2 separate regions of the Zea mays genome follow, and region 1 is linked to region 2. The links are chromatin contacts, called in public Hi-C maps. All regions are on one chromosome and are shown on one strand. Each heading gives the region's core, a stretch centred on a gene start, on an enhancer-like site or on the middle of the called end of the contact. The rest is flanking DNA. Distances are from core to core; before and after follow the strand shown.

Region 1 (5,017 bases), core at 369-2,868, 46 kb after region 2:
TATTAGGGGAGATTGGATTAAAAACCTGAATCAATATCAACGCCAAGAATGCTTTGACGTTTAAATTTCATGGCAATCGTAGCATTCGCCGGTGGCTAGAACCCTACCCACCTCTGCTTTCGGTTTTGGGTCGTGGACAAAGGTTCGGTCTTCGTCCGATAGACTAGATATTGGCTCAGGCCCGAAAGAGTCTGTCGCTTGTCTGTTTGGGCAACCTATTGGCATGTTTGTTTCTATTTTCGCATTTATGTAATACCTTCTGTATTTCGGATGGGGACAGAGGGATTATAGTAGTACCTAAGCACTGCAACGATACATGAGGTTTATAGGAGTACACTAGTACAATGTACATGCATTACAATGACACGTAAGAACAAACATTATAATTTAATTAAGCCAAAAGGCGAAGATAAAAGTACTGAGACCCAAACCCATAACTAGCGCACGGTCTCTTAGAGCGAGCGCCAACGGCGCGCCATGCTTTCTAGTTATCACTCGAAATTAGAGGAACGGGAGGGGACCCCAGGGAACATCCCTATCCTAGGGGGTGTTTGAATGCACTAAAACTAATAGTTAGTTGTCTAAAAATTGTTAGTGAAATTAGGTAGCTAACAAATAGCTACCTAACTATTAACTAATTTACCAAAATAGCTAATAGTTAAACTATTAGCTAAGTTGTTTGGATGTCTCAACTAATTTTAACTAATAATTATTAGCTCTAGTGTATTAAATACCCTAGCCTATGTGTCCCGCAACCAGCCGCACCATCCTTTCCACGATTCTGGAGATCGAGTGGGAAATTCTTTCCTCGGTAAGTTGCTGCTGACCGTGGGTTGAATTGCACTACACTCTGAAGTTTTTCGCACCGGCAGGCGATGCTTCTGGACAGCCACACCATTACTGGATGACAAAGCGAAGAGGTTAGGTTCATGTCCCATCACTACTCATCCAACGCAACGAATGAAATCGGCACATGCTAAAAGCAATGACAGGAACAGTAACTCCGTAGGCTGCTTCCAGAAGTACCGCGGCGGCGCGGCCCTGCTTTACCAAAAGGCAGAAGCTCCGCGCCCCGCTGCTTTGGATTGGAGCAGTGAGCTCTGTGCAGACTGTGCTGCCTTTGGCTTCGGATCCCGGACAGACTACACAGGCAAGGGAGTCCCTTTGAAGTGAGGAAAAGGCTGCCTCGTGGAGCCTGCCTAGCAAAGTATGAGTGCAACAAAAGAATATTGCAAGCAAAGCATATGTCTTCTCCATTTATTTCCTCATTTCAAAGCTTCTCGCTCGAACCAAAAAAAAAGATAAAATAGATTGGATAAGCCTGGAACGACTGCATGTGAGGTCCGTTCCCGACTCCCGTGCTCGCCACCTCCTCTTCCGTAATAATTCCATTCCAGAAGCACCTCCTCGAGTCACTCATCAGTGTCCTGCCAATGCCATCCAGAAAAAAAATGCTGTAAAATAAAAATAACAGTGTCCGTGTCTTCCTTAGTTCCTTGCTCCACTCAGTCACTCTCCAGTCTCCTCACGACCTGGCTGCTCCCAAGCTCCGTCCTCTGCTCTGCCTTTATATAATCCCCGAGCCACACCACCTCCCTCACAGTCGCAGACACACACCGCTGCTTCAAGAAACCACCGAGAGCCCAACCGCACAGGCAGGAGAGAGAGCAGGGAGCCAGGGACAGTAGCGTGGGGCCGGGGAGCAAAGATGGAGGGGAAGGAGGAGGACGTGCGCCTGGGCGCCAACAAGTTCTCGGAGCGGCAGCCCATCGGCACGGCGGCGCAGGGCGCCGGGGCCGGGGACGACGACAAGGACTACAAGGAGCCCCCGCCGGCGCCGCTGTTCGAGCCCGGGGAGCTCAAGTCCTGGTCCTTCTACCGCGCGGGCATCGCCGAGTTCGTCGCCACCTTCCTCTTCCTCTACATCACCGTCCTCACCGTCATGGGCGTCTCCAAGTCCACCTCCAAGTGCGCCACCGTCGGCATCCAGGGCATCGCCTGGTCCTTCGGAGGGATGATCTTCGCGCTCGTCTACTGCACCGCCGGCATCTCCGGTCTGTCAGCTCTCCTTCCTTCCTTCCTTCTTGCTGCTGCTGCTGGCTTCTTTTTCCAGCCGACATGTGATGTGATGAGCTTTATTAACCTACTGCGATTATTTCTTAGACTTCGCTACGTTACTAATTTCGCCTTTTAATAACTTCCTTAGCTTAGTAACAACCCTTCATGGTAACGATTTAGTAAAGCTTTTAGTTTTAGTGTACAATTTCTGAGATACTGAAGCAAAAGTGTTTTTTTTTGTGTGTTGGGGGTAGCAAGAGTAACTTGTATAGGCAACAAATCCACTTTGGTATATGACCCTTGAATTTACGTGAGACTTCCAATCCACTTGTTGCTCTTGGATTTCCTGATTACAGTCTTTAGCACTAAAGAAAGGAAGAAAAAAGATAATTTTATTTAGCCTATACCGATATTAGTATTAGTAGCTGAGGATCTGTTAAGTTTGTTTTTTTTAAAACAGTAGAGCTTCCTTGCAGTTATATACTCACCAGCAGCATCGGGATTACTAAGCCCCTGTTAATAGGTTATTTTATTAAAAAGAAAACAAAGTTTATTTCTTTTTGCTTGGTACCACTTTGTACCTTACACACAGGCAGATTTGTCCTGCAATAAATATTTTTACCACTTCACGTACTGTACTACTATAGCATGTGCTGTTTGTTGTTATGCAAACTTGCAAAGGCATCATCAACTGCTACTGTAGTTCATCTCTGATGTAGCACTTCGGGCCACAGTTTCACCAGTAATTATTTAAAGGTTAAATTGAAAAGGGCACCATTCTAGTTAGCTAAGTGCCGCTTACTCGAGGTAAACAAAGAGATGACATAGCAGACGATCCTATGTAACTTGTGAGGTGTGTACATAGTCAACTATATCAGTTAACCTACAGTGGCCATTCCACCTTAAAAATAATGGTGGTCCTACATACGGCTAGTTAAACATGTATTGTTGTGAATTTGTATATGGCTTTTCTGGTGTATGTTTTGTGTATTATTAACTCCGGATACATGCTTAATCTCAAAGTACCAAACTTCGAAAGAACCCATGCTATTCAGCAAAGCATAAACCAATAACACGACTACAAGCAACCAAGGGCCACCACACCACTAATGGTTGTTACCTGCTGCTGCAACAACAGGAGGACACATCAACCCAGCTGTGACCTTCGGGCTGTTCTTGGCCAGGAAGCTGTCCCTGACTAGGGCCATCTTCTACATTATCATGCAATGCCTGGGTGCCATCTGTGGAGCTGGAGTGGTGAAGGGCTTCCAGCAGGGGCTTTACATGGGCAACGGCGGTGGCGCCAATGTTGTCGCCCCTGGATACACCAAGGGGGACGGCCTTGGCGCAGAGATCGTTGGCACCTTCATCCTAGTCTACACCGTCTTCTCGGCCACCGATGCCAAGAGGAACGCCAGGGACTCCCATGTCCCCGTAAGTACTCTTCGTCCTTTCGTTTTCCTAGTTTGTTCAGCTGTTAGGGTTCTGCTTGAATTCACATTTGCATATCTAAAATATAAGATGACGGTTGTAATCTGTGTTCTGGGTTCCGACTTAGGCCTTGTTCGTTTATGTCGGATTGCACCCGGAATCGTTCCAGCTAATCAAAGTTTATATAAATTAGAGAAGCAATTCGGTTAGGAATCGTTTCGACCCACTAATCCGGCACAAACGAACAAGGCCTTATGAATTCCTGACGTTGAATTAATTTAATGCCGCTCATAGATGTTGTGCGTGTACTGATGAAGTGAAATCCTTAAGTATTTGTTACCTTTGATCGACATTAAGTGTACACCACATGTAATGGACTGATGAACTCTGGGTGTTATGTGTTTTGGAACTGGAATCTAGCTGATTACTTAATCTTGTGGTTTAACGAATTGAAAATACATGCATACTCTTCAATACATGTCGTTTTCATATTGTATTAAGACTTACCGTCAATGAAACCCATTATTTTTTTGGTGAAAACAGATCCTTGCCCCACTGCCAATTGGGTTCGCGGTGTTCCTGGTCCACCTTGCCACCATCCCCATCACCGGCACCGGCATCAACCCGGCTAGGAGCCTTGGCGCCGCCATCATCTACAACCGGGATCATGCGTGGAGCGACCATGTGAGTGGGAACTGCTCTCGATTCCTCTGGCACCAAATTTCGGTTTCCAACAGTGTGGTACCACTCGCACTCGCAGTGTAGTGTGTCTCCATCCAAATACCAGACATGCGGCCACTGTCTTTCCATTGTGCAGCAATCATAGTGATAGTGGCATGCTCTCTATTAGAAAGTATATTCTGATTCTTGCTAGGTGATGCATTTTGATTTTTTTTTTCTTGCACCTCACCAGTCAGAAGTATTTTTTGTGGCCAAAACTACGGCTAATCATTCACTCACCAACTCCAAATTAAATGATGCAGACAGAATGTCATATGTCTCCATCTAGCTGTGTGTTAGGCTTATCACGAAGGCTTGTCTCCATCTATGTAGCTTGTCTCCATCTGTGCCATAACCTCTTCCTGTTTCTATACGATTGTTTGCAGTGGATCTTCTGGGTCGGCCCCTTCATCGGCGCCGCCCTGGCTGCCATCTACCACCAGGTGATCATCAGGGCCATCCCGTTCAAGAGCAGGTCTTAAGCTGCCGCGGGTGTGCTGAGACATGTGGGGAATGTATTGTCTGCCCACGCCTAGTTTCTCTGCTGAATCTTCCATCTCTCTTCCCTTCAAGACTGCTCACTGCTGCACTGCTCTGTTATCTGAACCCAGAACTTCGTGTACTCCTGTACCGAGCTGTGTGTATGTTTTTTTTTCTTCCATCGTGTTTGTTGCAAGGGTTCCCGTCTCCTTTTATGCGTTGGGATCGTGGCAAGAAAGGGCAGATATCATGTGGAAACGTGGGTTTATAACTATCAGCTGGATTTTTCATCCAAGTGGAATCGATTCAGAATTTTCTTTTGTTCTTG
Region 2 (4,969 bases), core at 877-3,376:
TAAGTTGAAAAGAGGGGTTTTATCTGATTTGAGTGTTGATGATGGAACTAAAGTGTAAGGGCGTAGCGATCGCAACACTGTTGTCTCATAATTGGTGTTAATGAAAAATAACATGGTGCTGCACGGAATCTCTACTTTATCTTGTAAGAAGGATTGTTATGTCGGCATAATTTGATTTGCATGTATAATGTCTTCATGCTTTACTTGCCCTTTTGTGAAATGCGGCGATCGGTTATGGCAGCCTTTTTTCTGTATCTGTTCTGCGGTAGAATGATTGGAGTAGATTATCAGTATGGTGCTGATTTTATATAAATAATAATAATTGTTGCTACTTTATGGTCAAATTAGTAGGATAATAATTCAGTCCCCGGAACAAAATGTATTGATATGACTGATCAATGGAAAGGGGATGTGAATTAAAGATTATAGAAGTCTTAGCAAAAAAATTAAGGAGAATTGGATGCCATGTATGTCTGGATGCAAAAAATGATCACTTTCTGCTTCGTGATCGCTTGTGCCATGGTGGTGCAGCGCATTTGCGCCTAGAAGAAGCAGGTGACGGCGAAGGCGCTGCAGGGTAGCGATGGTTATGTGCCTTGTTTTCACAATTGTTGCCGTTGCAACGCACGGGCACCGTACTAGTCTTCTTTATTTCTAGTAGCATTCTCTAAATTTCATCCTCTATATCCCATCCTCTATAACAAATTTTTTTTCAAATAAACCTATACTATTAAACAAAAGGCTTAACATCAGTACGCGACTACTCTTGCTTTTTAAGCAGGACATCCAGAGCAGGGTTGCTGCACGCTGGTTTGAGCATAACGATCGAACACACACTAGGTCTGTTGCACGATTGGCTTGTTCAAGTCACGTCCACGTTCCATACCAGTACTCCGTCGTGGCTGCACGTAGCTCGTGTGGTCGGTGACTTGTCGAAGTGAACGGCCGTGGAGAAGATGGCCGGCCGGCGAGTGGCAGACAAAACTCGAAAATGGTGTAGCGATTTGATGAGGAACAGTGTGCCGCTGCATCTATTGGTGTATTGGTGGACCATTGGTGCATCTATTGAAAAATTGAGAAAAGAATGAAGGACTGCCACACGCGCGCCGCCGTTGTCGGGCGGGCCGTGGTCGTGGTTCATGGTTCGTGGTAGATAGGAAAATATTCCTTCCTAACGACCGTCATGATTCTTATGGCGAGTAAAGGACGTCGATTTCTGGCTATAATTGCTATTAGTTTCTGACTCTTATGGCGGTCGTTCCTGTCCGTTCCCCTCACTCTGCATGTATATAAATACGGAGGAGGTGGACACTCTTCTGGTTACGCGAGCAGTCTCTCAAACGCGTTGCACTCAGCCCATTCCCGCCCCACCTTCTGCGAGCACACAGAGAGTGGTAGAGCAGGCCTCCGAAATCGTCGTCCGCAGAGGTACACTTGCACGGGTGTACGGGCGATCATGTTTTTGGGGAGCGTACTCGCGACTGCTCGCTTCATCCGCTCCGGTTCTTCGTCGTCGGCGCCGTTTGAGGGACTGCACTACGTACATCTGCCTGCATCGAGTGCGTACGACTACATCGAACATACGTACGAGACATTCTCGTGTGGATGGAGCCACTGGTACCTTGAGCATCGGTCCCTCCACAGAGTACATTATGTTCTTCGTATTTGTGCATATGTTTACTGTTGTTTACTGCTTATACGAATAGTCATACACACATGCACATACATATCATCACATACATCACACTTGTTTTCAGACTTAAATTAAAACTGATAAATACCTCGTTTTCTAACAACCACCACCACCGCCCCGAGTACGTGAGCCAGACAGTGTCTAAAGTAAATCCTGCCGATGACCTTTTTTTATATGGTGTGAATGAATGCAGCCGAGCCAATCATTTGAACTGCTTTGGCTGGCCTGGCCATATCCAAAATTCCAAACACCATGGTCCCATGGTTCCACCAGACCACCACTTCCACCACCACGAATTATTTTTTTTCTAAAAAAAAACGGCAGTGGCTTGGATGGTGACGTGGCGGACGCAAGGCGACGGAACGGACCCTCCACGGCCACGGCAGGCTGACGTCTGACGACGACGGCGCGGTAGCTGGTGGCGCCGCCCAGCGCACATCAGTCGGCACATGCAGATGCAGGCGCGACGGCCGCGGCCCGGTGGGGTACGTACGTGTGTGGCGCGCGTGGCACGGGCGGCGGGCGTGACGCGGCCTGCGCTGCTGCAGCCCCGCGCGGTCAGCTTCTGCGGCACTACTACTGCGCTTCTCCCTACGGCCGGCCTGGTCTCGTGCAGCTCTGCATTTCGAAAGCCATACGCTCCTAATAGTACTTTCTATCTCGTCTTGCTAATCTATATACCTGACTTGTAGGGATTGATGGCCAAAGTCCAAACAAACAAACAAACAAAAAAAGGTTGAACATGAATTTATATTTGCGCTCGGACAGTGTTCGATCATTGGTTATATGGACATCACCCATCTCTTCTTTTTGTTTTATCATGCATCACCACCAGACCTTTACAGCTAGACAGCAACATTCTTGCGTGTTAGAGTTGCTTCCATAGCTGGAAGGAGGATTTGTTAACGCTGAAGCGTACTAGACTACTAAGCGGTAGGGAAATGACAAACAGACCGTTCGACTGCTCTAAAGTTGAAGCTCCTATCTGGAGATAAAATACTGTAAAACCCGCGGTCGTAACAGGATTAAAAGCCACAGTAAACCGCAGCGAATATTTGTTTGGCTTTAATTCATACCACCTTCTACTATTTCTACAGTGTTTTGTCTCTATAAATTATAACTACACCAGAATAACTGGCTTTAATAAAAAACATACTAGCAGTTGACGGAAGGGCTGCGCTTTGACGTGGTAGTTCGATATCAACAAACATGTTTCCCTTCAATGCCTTCTCAATCATCATCGTTCATCAGAGAGGAGTGTAAAGATTCCCCGCTACTACCTGTATACTGGGGTGAAATCTATCTGCACGATTCCAGGCCCATTGATTGGAACGCAATCAATGATAGCGTCTGCTGCTGCTGCTGGCCTTTTCAGTTACTTGATTTTTTTTTATTATTAGTTTTTTGGTATAAAAGAAGAGGAGAGTAGCAAGTACCCTGTTTTGCCGCTTTGCCGCAGAAACGTTTTACCCTCTGGCTCGACTGCTTGCTTGCCTTTCACCGGCGTCACCAACCGGGACGGGTCTCCAGGTTTTGGTTCACCATGCCAAAAGAGGAGGACGGCGATCCGTTAGAGCTTATTCGGTTAGCTCTCAATACACATGGATTAAGTGAGGTTGAATGTGTTTAAATCTCAAGTAAGTCAAAGTTTTTTAATTTTTTTTTCAATTCCATCCAATTCATGTATATTGTGAATAACCCGAACAAGGTCTTAAAAGAAATTCGGTATATGGGCTCTCGTCATTCGCTCCACTGAAGATAATATTTTTTAGAACACTTGCCAGAATTCGTTTGCGGGTCTAGTGTAGAAAGCTAGGGCGTGTTTAGTTGTAACCATGGAACAGGACGAAATGAGATGACCTTCAGGTAAGGTTGTTTGGTTCAGGGTCAAGGGTTAGGCTATCTCAAGCAACGGACGCTAAAACGTCCGGTATGTTAAATTTAGTGTCCGTAAGGCGTCCAACAACGCTCGCTATCGCGTCCGCTAAGACAGTGTTCGTCTATGCCAGCCGCTGGTGGTTCACTGTGTGTCCTCTATCCACGCAGCGGCACACTGTTCCTCGTCGAATCGCTACACCGTTTCCGAGTTTTGACTGCCACTCGCCGGCCGGCCATCTTCTCCACGGTCATTCACTTCGCCAAGTCACCGACCACACGAGCTACGCGCAGCCACGACGGAGCACTGGTATGGAACGCGGTCGCGACTTGAACAAGCCAATCGTGCAACAGACCTAGTGTGACAACTAGTAGTGGAGGCGATGCTAGAGAGGACGCGTATAGAAGGTGTTTGATCGTTATGCTCAAATCAGCGTGCAGCAACCCTGCTCTGGATGTCCTGCTTAAAAAGCAAGAGTAGCCATGTACTGATGTTAAGCCCTTTGTTTAATAGTATAGGTTTATTTGAAAAAATATTTTGTTATAGATTATGTGATATAGAGGATGAAATTTAGAAAACACTGCTAGATATAAAGAAGATATAGATGACAGAATCTTTTAGATGGTGTTGTAAAGGACAAAGAATATTTTTTTAGTGAGTAAAGTTTAGAGGACGTTGCTAGAGACCGCCTTAGGACAAGTATTGTCTCCAATCTTTTAAAACGAAAGCAGCGCACTTTCGCCGCTGAGGAGAGCATCCACGTCACCATGATATCTATATACCGTTGATCTGTTCTTTGATATAATGTCATCCGTCAGATAACATCCATATAGCAAGGGTCCCTCCAGAAATCTCCAGAAACTGAAACGTGGCAAATGCTAAAAGGGTCTAAAGCTATATAAAAAAGAAGGTGCGTGCGCATGTCGGCCAGAGTGGAACCCACATAAGGAAGATAAAGGTAAGAAAAAAAGTAGAAATAGAGAAAGAAGAGGAAGAGTCACAACAAAGAAGAGGAAGAGTCACAACAGCGCACATATATAAAAAAGGAAAGTGACCGCTCAGACGTATAGCTAACCCAGACCCAGCTTGAGGAAGAAAAAAGTGAAAAAAAGAAGAGGAATAGTCACAATCAGATCATCAAAGACAAAAAAGGTATGAATCAAAGCTTTAGCAAAACATTTGCATGTAGATTTTCCATTACCTTCTGTGTTTTTATTATGAACAAAAGCCAGTACAATAACAAAGTTGGTTTCAATTTGAAATAGATAAATATATTCATGTGACATTCATCACCTACTCATTTCTAATTTTTTATCAATGAAAGACAAAACACCTCCATATCATTGCCTTTTTCTTCTCGAGATGTATCTCCGCATTCCCTTTGCTAGTATAGAGACAAC

Evidence for each region. A called contact is a pair of places that touch in the nucleus more often than the background predicts.
Region 1: a Hi-C map of tassel shows a contact between it and region 2, with 3 times the contacts expected there. The contact joins the promoter of LOC541886 here to the enhancer-like site in region 2. A contact is called at or near these places in 4 of 25 Hi-C or Micro-C datasets (bundle sheath, leaf and tassel).

Annotation. Positions count from the first base shown.
Region 1 is chr4:159,004,016-159,009,032 of Zm-B73-REFERENCE-NAM-5.0, forward strand. LOC541886 (plasma membrane integral protein ZmPIP1-3) reads left to right here and starts at 1,619. Exons shown (of 4, transcript NM_001365707.1): 1 at 1,619-2,054; 2 at 3,197-3,492; 3 at 4,033-4,173; 4 at 4,596-5,009. The coding sequence starts at 1,709. The coding sequence ends at 4,691.
Region 2 is chr4:158,957,970-158,962,938 of Zm-B73-REFERENCE-NAM-5.0, forward strand. LOC109946052 (a long non-coding RNA gene) reads right to left here. Exons shown (of 3, transcript XR_002269191.2): 3 at 3,128-4,969. Among protein-coding and RNA genes, the nearest start is that of LOC109946052, 3.3 kb to the right of the region's middle. Within about 2 kb of position 2,127, at least 17 of the 20 cell types and tissues checked have an H3K27ac peak or open chromatin away from gene starts, as enhancers often do. A contact at or near this core is called in bundle sheath, leaf and tassel, where this site is marked.